Regions from separate parts of the Gasterosteus aculeatus genome. Here region 1 is linked to region 2. The links are chromatin contacts, called in public Hi-C maps. All regions are on one chromosome and are shown on one strand. The core of a region is the stretch at or near the end of the contact, and the rest is flanking DNA. Distances in the headings are between cores, read along the strand shown. Region 1 overlaps fat1a (FAT atypical cadherin 1a). Region 2 holds the start of fat1a (FAT atypical cadherin 1a).

Region 1 (3,917 bases), core at 1,028-3,527, 37 kb after region 2:
CTCAGTTATTCATTTGTGGTCCCGAGTCCGATAAAGCACGTGACCCCCCCCCACCCCCAACGACCGTATTGGACTCTCCACAACGCCGCTCCAGATCTGGTAGTTAGCGGCAGCGGCGGCCCCCGCAGAGGGCCCACAGCGCGCCTCGTGTCCAGCACACCCGGCCCGCCCGCTGTAGGTCAGCTGTTCTCCTTAGAGGCAGCGGATTTACTGAATTTGTGTGCTCCATAAACCGCGCTTGTGATTGCGATTGAGGCCCTTTGCCCGGGATACGCTGAGAGCCAAACAGGCGACGGAGAAGGACGCACAGTATTATCCGAAGCAGAGGGTCAATAACCCCGGACTTGTGTCGGCCTCGGTGGCTTTTTTTCTGCTGGTATCTGTCCTCCATATTGGATGGATCACGTTCACTTGCACATATTTGTGAGGAAGCCTTCAAGGTTCTGAGGACTTAGCGGGCCGAGTGCTTCGGGTTTCAGAGAAGCCGTCTGTGTTTTGGCTACTAGCGTGTTTATGCGATAAGATTGGTCGGCGCTGAGATAGCAGCCATTGCAGGCAGGCACGCACTATTAACGCGTTAGTTAATCCACTTCAATATATACAATTAGGATTAACCCTCTTATCTTATAGTACAACATTTCTATTTCACATGACACAAGAAATGGATGTTGGGAGAGTTTTTTTTGTTTTTTTGTTGAACATAAAGAGATCGTCACAAAATGACAAACTAGAAACAGTCGAACGTGAATCCGATCGACAGCACGCCGTCTCTCAAACGAGTCTCAGTGCAAATTAGAACCACCACATCACACGCACGCAGTGCAACTCGTGGAAGCTCAAAGTTTGACTTATCTATTCCTCAAATCACAGTCATGTGGAAGCCGTGCAGCCAGACGGGCTGGCCTATTTTCTCTCTCTGAGGAATGTTTTTTTCCTTCTTCTTTTTCAGCTTCTTGTTCTCTCTCTCTCTCTCTCTGTGTGTCTGTCCCTCTCCTTGCATCCTTGCTCTCTATCCTTCTGAGTTGATGCAAAATGCTCCAGATTTATCGTCCGGGCACGCGGGGACGACGATCACTCTGTTTGGATATCAAAAGGCGAACAAGAGCACTGGACCCTGTGTGGGTAGCTCGCTGTGTTAATCCTGTTTTGGGAACGTTGGGGGCCGCTCGGTGCCAGTGCACCGTCTCTGCCCGGAAACTGCCACCTGGCAGGGGGTCTTCCTCTCCCGCGCATGGCACAAGGGGACAATAAGCCCAATGAAAGCGCCCCCCCTCACAAACCCCCCTGCCCGATTTGTCTTTTTCTGGATACAGGAACACAAAAGGTGTTTCATTATTTAGAAGGCTCTGTTCTCTTTGTGATCGCCTAAGCAGACTTTCCTTTTCAAAAGTCTCGATGTTTTTCTGAAGATTAGAAATAATGTGAAATCCGCCGCGCCGGAGGACTCCAGCGGTGATATCAGCATGACGCTCGCGGCCCGTGGGAGGTCCGCGAGGAACAGTCGGCCTCTCTGTCGTGTGCTTTCCATTCCACCATTGTGGCGCTGCGAAGGCGCCTGCAAAGGATCAGCTCCCGTGGACAAGCGGTGGCGCATTCTAGCTCGGGCACCTCACAGCCAGGAGGCCGGCCCGGCATGAGGCCTGCCCCCCCCCCCCCCGCCCTCCAGCGATACGACCTCCTTTTCGGAGCGCTGCAGAAGGACCTGAAGCTGCTCATAGTCTGCTCCTGGTAGTCACGTTATTTCAGTCTGCATTACAAAGACTCACTTGTTAGCCACTCAGACGATATGTTGCCTTCAGTAAATATCAACGTCGACTGTTCATTTATTTTCTTGCACTTCTCTCATTCTGGTCCACAACTTTTTTTTTTTTTTCAGAATTTGACCCCCCCTCCGAGCTGTCTTTTTTTTTCTTCTCTCTTTCATACTCTCATCTCACCCTTGCAGCACTTTCTTCTTCTTCTCTCTGTGGTGTCTCCGTCTGTCACATCTACGTCTCAGCCTCGCTCCCGTTCCTCTCCGGCGTTCCCAGAGGAAGCCATACACAAAGACTACAGAGCTGTTGGATTTTTCTCCAGCAACACTGCTGCTGCAGTCGGGGGCCGCATCATGCCGCTCGCTAGCGTTTGGGGGCAAAGTTCCTCTGAAGTGTTGTGCGGCCTCCCCGCGGTAAGGAAAGGCACGTTTCACACTGTGGCTCGGCCGCCGATACCACTGACCGGGCTCCGTTCCTATCAGCGCTCGCCACCTTCCCCGCTATTCACTAGACGTGTTATCTGACGCCGGCCAGATTGAGACACATCGGAACGGCTTTGTGGGTGCGCGGATCCGACGCGTGCATTTTACCCGCCCGTGTAAAGAGGTGGTTTGATCGGGGCGCGGCGGTTTGTGATGCCTGGCTCGATGCGAGGAGGAGACTCGCTCCAGATGAGACACCAGAGGCCCGACTTTGTACGCCGCCTTTTTTGTCTTGCGCTACGCGGGTTGCTCGTGACCAGCTCCTTGTGGCGAGCGGCCAGTTTACAGACCCAACGGGCGGCGCCGGCCCCAGCGCTCCCCCTGCAAGAGGACATCTGTGAGTCCCGCGCGGCCCTGCCAGCATCGCAGCACACGGCAGATTGTACGTGCTATCGCTGCTGTCAGGTTGAGTCTATATTTGTCCCTGACATAGGGGCAGCCGGCGCTCAACAAACAGTATTGTGACGGAAAGACTGAAGTGGGCACTCGGCGGCGACCAGGAGATCTGACAAATCCCGGTCAGCCGGAGCAGCTCGGCTCTGCCTGGTTCCTTACGGGACATCACCCCCTGGTGTCCGGTATGCAGGTGTCTGATCTGGGCTGATCCTTTTGTTCCCCCCGTCCCTCCCCCCGTGTTTGGCAGCGGCAGAAGCCCCCCTGGGAAGCAGAGATGGCATTCCAGCAGCTCTCCATAATCCTCCGTCGGAAGTCCAGTAGACGAGTGGCTTGTGTTGATAAAACATGGTCCCAGTGGAATTTTACAGTTTGGGAATTTTAGAATCGCTGTGTGTGTGTGTGTGTGTGTGTGTGTGTGTGTGTGTGTGTGTGTGTGTGTGTGTGTGTGTGTGTGCAGAAAGCACTGTGACTACGGCCCAAAGCAAGTGAGCGAGAGTTTTCTGTGAAAACTTTAGCAGAGAATTGAATCTGCCAAACGGTGACAGTAAAATTGTGGAACCTTCACAAAACGTTTCTGACTTCAGATGTTTTACATCTTGTTAATGTCCCTGTATCAGGCTTCTAACTCTCCACGGGCAGTAGGGCCCCGTCAGGTGGCTTTTTCGGCCGTGTACCCTTTAATCCCCTGCTCCCGTATTTACTGTAGCTCGCAGTTCATTTAGATGCATTGTGCTTTTTCACCATTGATTTCCTGTTTTCGCTGTTCGCAGCATCGAGTGGCCGTTTGGTTAAAATATTGCTTTTGCCGTCATATGCTTCGATCTGTAGCTACACAGCGCCGCTTATTACTGAAAAGCAAAATGAGTGTGTGCGTGTGCAGAAACTGAAAGTATAGCACTTATCGTCTGCTGGTGTGGATTCTGTTTAAAGTAATCCAGTTTTTATCCAGTAGTTATTATTGTTTTTTTTGGGAAAATGTCAATAATATGTAAACAAACTTAGTCAATAAACTACACATCTTACTATCAAATACATCCACACACAACAGTGACTTGCAACACACTAAGTGCACAAAGGTAGAAAAGGCCTCAGATTTAGCCTTAGATGCAGGATTTGGGACATTTTGTGCATCTGGTTTTTAAAACATTCTCCGCCATGTGTTTTTCCTCCTCCAGGTGCTGATCCGTGTCATCGACACCAACAACCACCGGCCAGAGTTCTCCCAGCAGGTGTACGAGGTGAACGTCCCCGAGGACAAACCAGCGGGGACGGAGGTCCTGCAGAT
Region 2 (4,166 bases), core at 1,163-3,662:
TCACAGTCCTTTCTGAGTGCACTGTGATCCGACTGGGGACGTCTTCAGGGACGGCCGTCTTATTTCACTTGCGAAAATGCAACTCTGTGAGTCCAACGCACGGGAGGGAGGGGAGGGGGAAGTGGGTTATTGATTTCCCGACGGATGCGGCTCAGGTTTCCATGATAACCTGAGGACTGCACTGATCTATTTTGCACGTGCATGCTCTCCTAAAGTAACACCACCAAATAAATAATGCTATAATGTCATCTCTCCTAACAACTTGCCCCAGATATTGCACACTGTCTTTTTGTGTCTCCTTTTTTTTTTTAGGTAATTACGGAAGCTCCTACAAGCAAAGGGCTTTGCTAAAATAATCTCCTGCTTTGCTTGAGGCACCGTGGAGTCTTTATTTTCAGAGCACAGCAGTTTGCAGCTGCAGGGACAATGACAATTGTTTATTATTATTCCCCATAAATTTCTCGTGTCTTTTTCCCGAAAACAGCCCCCAACAACCTTCCCACACTTAAATAGTGTTAGATACACTGTGTGATTTTGCGATAGCATTCTCTTTCCTCATCTTAAGAACAGCGGCACCAGCTCTGTGAGGGTCAGCGTCTTTGCTCGAGGACACTAGAGCAGAATGGATATTGAATTATTCCGATCTCTCAAACAGTTAAACTCAGCCTCGGGAATCAGATTCTAAACAGATTGGAAGGTGGAAGAAACAGATACCTGGGCGCTCCGTTGCTGCAGGCTCACTACAAATCATCTGTGTCTTTTACTGATCTCGCTAGTTTCATGTTGCAGGGGAAACCGCATTAGTCACGAGGTGTGGTGGGGTAGCAACTCACTCAGCACATTAGTCCTGTTCCGGACCCTCTCTCCGGACGATCTGCAGCATCTTAGTATGTGATTTTAAGTGGAAGTCGAGCCTGCAGTATGTGACGGGGGGGTGCAGCACCCTGTAGACTCTGTTACACTGAGGCTTATGGGCTGAGGACTGGAGCTGGAGTCATCCAGCTGTCACACTGTGTACAGTCGGTGATATAGAAAATAATTATAAATCTCCAGTAAGGCGACGGGCTGCTGATTTTAAGTCAAATGGTCTTATGCTGCTTTAACGTTACCTTTTTAAGGGATTGCCGGTGTTCTGTAATGTAAACACCAGGCGTCCGCCCCGTACATACATGGTATGTGAGGCGTTCTATCTGACCCCCCCCCCCCCTTGCAGACGGGGAGCGCAAAACGCTCGGTGAGATCAAAGCGGTGGAAGCAGCCCTGGGCATCACCTGAACTGAATTCAATTAAAGTTTAACAGGCGGATCAGAGGGAAGGCTAAGAGAGAGAAGAGGGGGGCCGGTTTCAGATACCAAACATTATCTGTGACAAAAGTGAGAGTAAAAAGTGAGGGGAGACCAAGAGATGAGAGAGACAAAACATTACACACCTGCTCTGTAGCACACGAGCTGAATATTTCCTCCCTCCTTCTTTATCTCTCTCTCTTTCTCACACTCACACACTCACACACACACACACACAACCACACATGCATCCACATTAAACCCATAGGTCTCGTTCGTTTACTCAGCCTGTGGGCAAATGTGACTTTAATGAGCCGGTGCTGAAAGGACATTAGGCAGAGACCCCAGCAGCCCCTTTTCTGCTTTGGCATTCTTTGGCAGCCACTTGACAGCATGGTGTCGACTTCAGTTGTTAACCACATGTTCCAGGAGGACGAATGGAGACATTTGCCCCTCTGATGCTCAAGTGCATTCGCTGATCACTTTTGAGACGAGCCGGGTGGGGGGGATTCTTATCAAAGAGCGACACCACACAGTCCGTAAATACAAAGAAAAAGCCATATTTTTAAAAAGAATGGTCGCTTTGATTTTGGAGAGAATAAACCCAGGCACCCCACTAAGGTGTGCACGTGATGATGAGAGGCATGTGACGTCAGAGCTGAAGGTGTAAGATCCTGGATGCCTTCAAGGAGAACAGATATGCTGCTATTTTGTGGTTTTCTCAAATTGCTTTTTCTTTTGGAAGAAAATAATTAAAAAAAAATCTCTGCAGCAAAATATGTTTGAATTGATGAAATGTATTTTATGAATGCATCAAACGAGCCTTTGCTGACGGATGAAAAGATTGCTATTAATTCATTACAATACTTGGCTTTTTTTTCTGTGCTCAATATTCGGCTAATAACAAAGACATCGCTTTCATCACCAGTCGTTGATGTGACTCCCTCCCTCCCCCCCTACTCCCCCTCCAGAGCCTCTCTCACTTTTCCAAACACGAGTACTGACGACCAGAAAATCCCGACATTGTTTGTTGGTCTTCTGGTCGCACTCCTAACAGGCTCGGAGAGAAAAAAAAAAAGTCCGCTATCACCTGAAGGCATCAGCCGCGTGCCGCTCTACCTGATCCGTTTCTGGAGCAGAGGAGCGACGCAAACCGAAAGCCTTCAGCTCTCCTGCGCCGAGACACCCGGGCGCGATGGCTGCGATGTGAAGTCGGGTTTTCGGAGCGGCATCCCGCGATCACCCAGCTGCTCTGGTGAGTCGATCACAGGCTTTGTTTCTAAAAAAGCAGTTTAAACGACTCTTCAAAACTTTGCGCGCTCTCTCTCTCTCTCTCTCTCCTCGGACTATATTTCTTCTGGGCGTTGAAGAGGAATACGCACCTGCGCACACACACACACACACGCACGCACGCATGCATGCATGCGCGCGCGCACACCAACCACAGGAGCAGCACACAGGTTGACAAGTTGTCTAGCAGCATGCGGCGTGAGGCTTTCTGCAGGGCGCACCGGCTGGATCACTGCAGTCCGGGCGAGGGCAGTGAGACAGCGCCATCAATCGCGTAGCGGCCACACACTCCCGGGCGCCTGTGTGGAGGCAACGTGGGGCCAGTTTTGGGGGTCTGGGAAGCGGTCAGGAGAGGAGGGGGTGTGTGGTGGGGTGGGGTGCAGTTGATGGGATCAGACGGAGGCTTCTTGGCGAATGCACCTCCGCCATCAGTCATCTTGGTCTGCTGCCAAAAACACAGACCCTGGGACGCGCTGCTGGACTCTGCTATTAAAAGACAATTACATTAGTGGGAATAATGAGAATAATGAGAAGCAGATAATCCCCGGAATTGATGTTTAAGCACCTAAATTGCCCCAACACGAGCGGGGAACTTTGCATTTGCAAGTGGTATTAGCCGATTTGTCATCACGAGGGATGCCCCGACCTGTGATTTTATTTGCAAATTACAGTTTATCCACCTTTTCACGCTGACATCACAATTATGATAGGAATGTACGGGTCATTTTTTTTTCCAGCACAGCAAGCATAAATTATTGTCTAATTGGCACTCTGTTTGTTTGCTCACCAGCAGCCTGGGGTCATACTGATCTCACCTTTTCATTTTTTTTGTTGCCACAAAACGGCCTTGACAGGGACCCTTAACGGGATAAGTGGTTTGGGCTGCAGCTGAACAGGTGAATATTGGATTAACGTTAGTCCCAATTGGGCCGGATGAGGTTTTGCTCTTCGACATCTGCCATGTCATACAATGTTAATGGGGCTTTGTCGTGTGTTATCTTAGTTTAGATTGTTGCTATAATTACAAAGGATTAAGAAATAAACAACAAAATCGAGCTAAAAAATTGGCTGCTGTATTCCTAAATTACATTTTACGCATAATGTCTCAGTTGCGCAGAATAATCCATTCAAAAATAAATATATCGATTTAATTTCACTGAAAACGGACGCTCCTAAAATAAAGGCCACATTTAGGGCTCACAGGTGAAGTGGCCGGAAGTTTATATGTTTTTTATACCTTTTTTTTCTTCAGAACCCGTTGTTACTCAAACATAGGCTCACGGTGCAATGACAGGGAGAAGAAGAAAAAAAAATCAAAGCAGCCTAAACCCCCAATCCTGCTTTCCGAGCGGAAAGGTTTCATCCCGCTGCCAAAGCCGCGGTAAGTAGATCCGGACGTGCGCAGCGCGGAGAGATACCGGGCAGCTCCAGCGCGCGAGCAGCGAGGGGGCAGCGCGCGCGCGCGGCTCAGCGGGCAGATGGAGCAGCGGAGAGGAGGCGAGTCCACGTATTACCATGCCGAGATTTGGACTACATGAACCGCACGCGAAGCCTCCGAATATACGAGATTGATAATAGAAGAGGTACGTGAAT

What was found. A called contact is a pair of places that touch in the nucleus more often than the background predicts.
Region 1: a Hi-C map of skeletal muscle shows a contact between it and region 2, with 3 times the contacts expected there. The contact joins the enhancer-like site here to the promoter of fat1a in region 2. A contact is called at or near these places in 3 of 6 Hi-C or Micro-C datasets (liver, skeletal muscle and tail fin).

The regions. Positions count from the first base shown.
Region 1 is chr9:17,975,899-17,979,815 of fGasAcu3.hap1.1, forward strand. fat1a (FAT atypical cadherin 1a) reads left to right here. Exons shown (of 30, transcript XM_040185731.2): 9 at 3,808-3,917. Among protein-coding and RNA genes, the nearest start is that of mtnr1aa, 31 kb to the right of the region's middle. Within about 2 kb of position 2,278, at least 3 of the 9 cell types and tissues checked have open chromatin away from gene starts, as enhancers often do.
Region 2 is chr9:17,938,446-17,942,611 of fGasAcu3.hap1.1, forward strand. fat1a (FAT atypical cadherin 1a) reads left to right here and starts at 2,413. Exons shown (of 30, transcript XM_040185731.2): 1 at 2,413-2,538.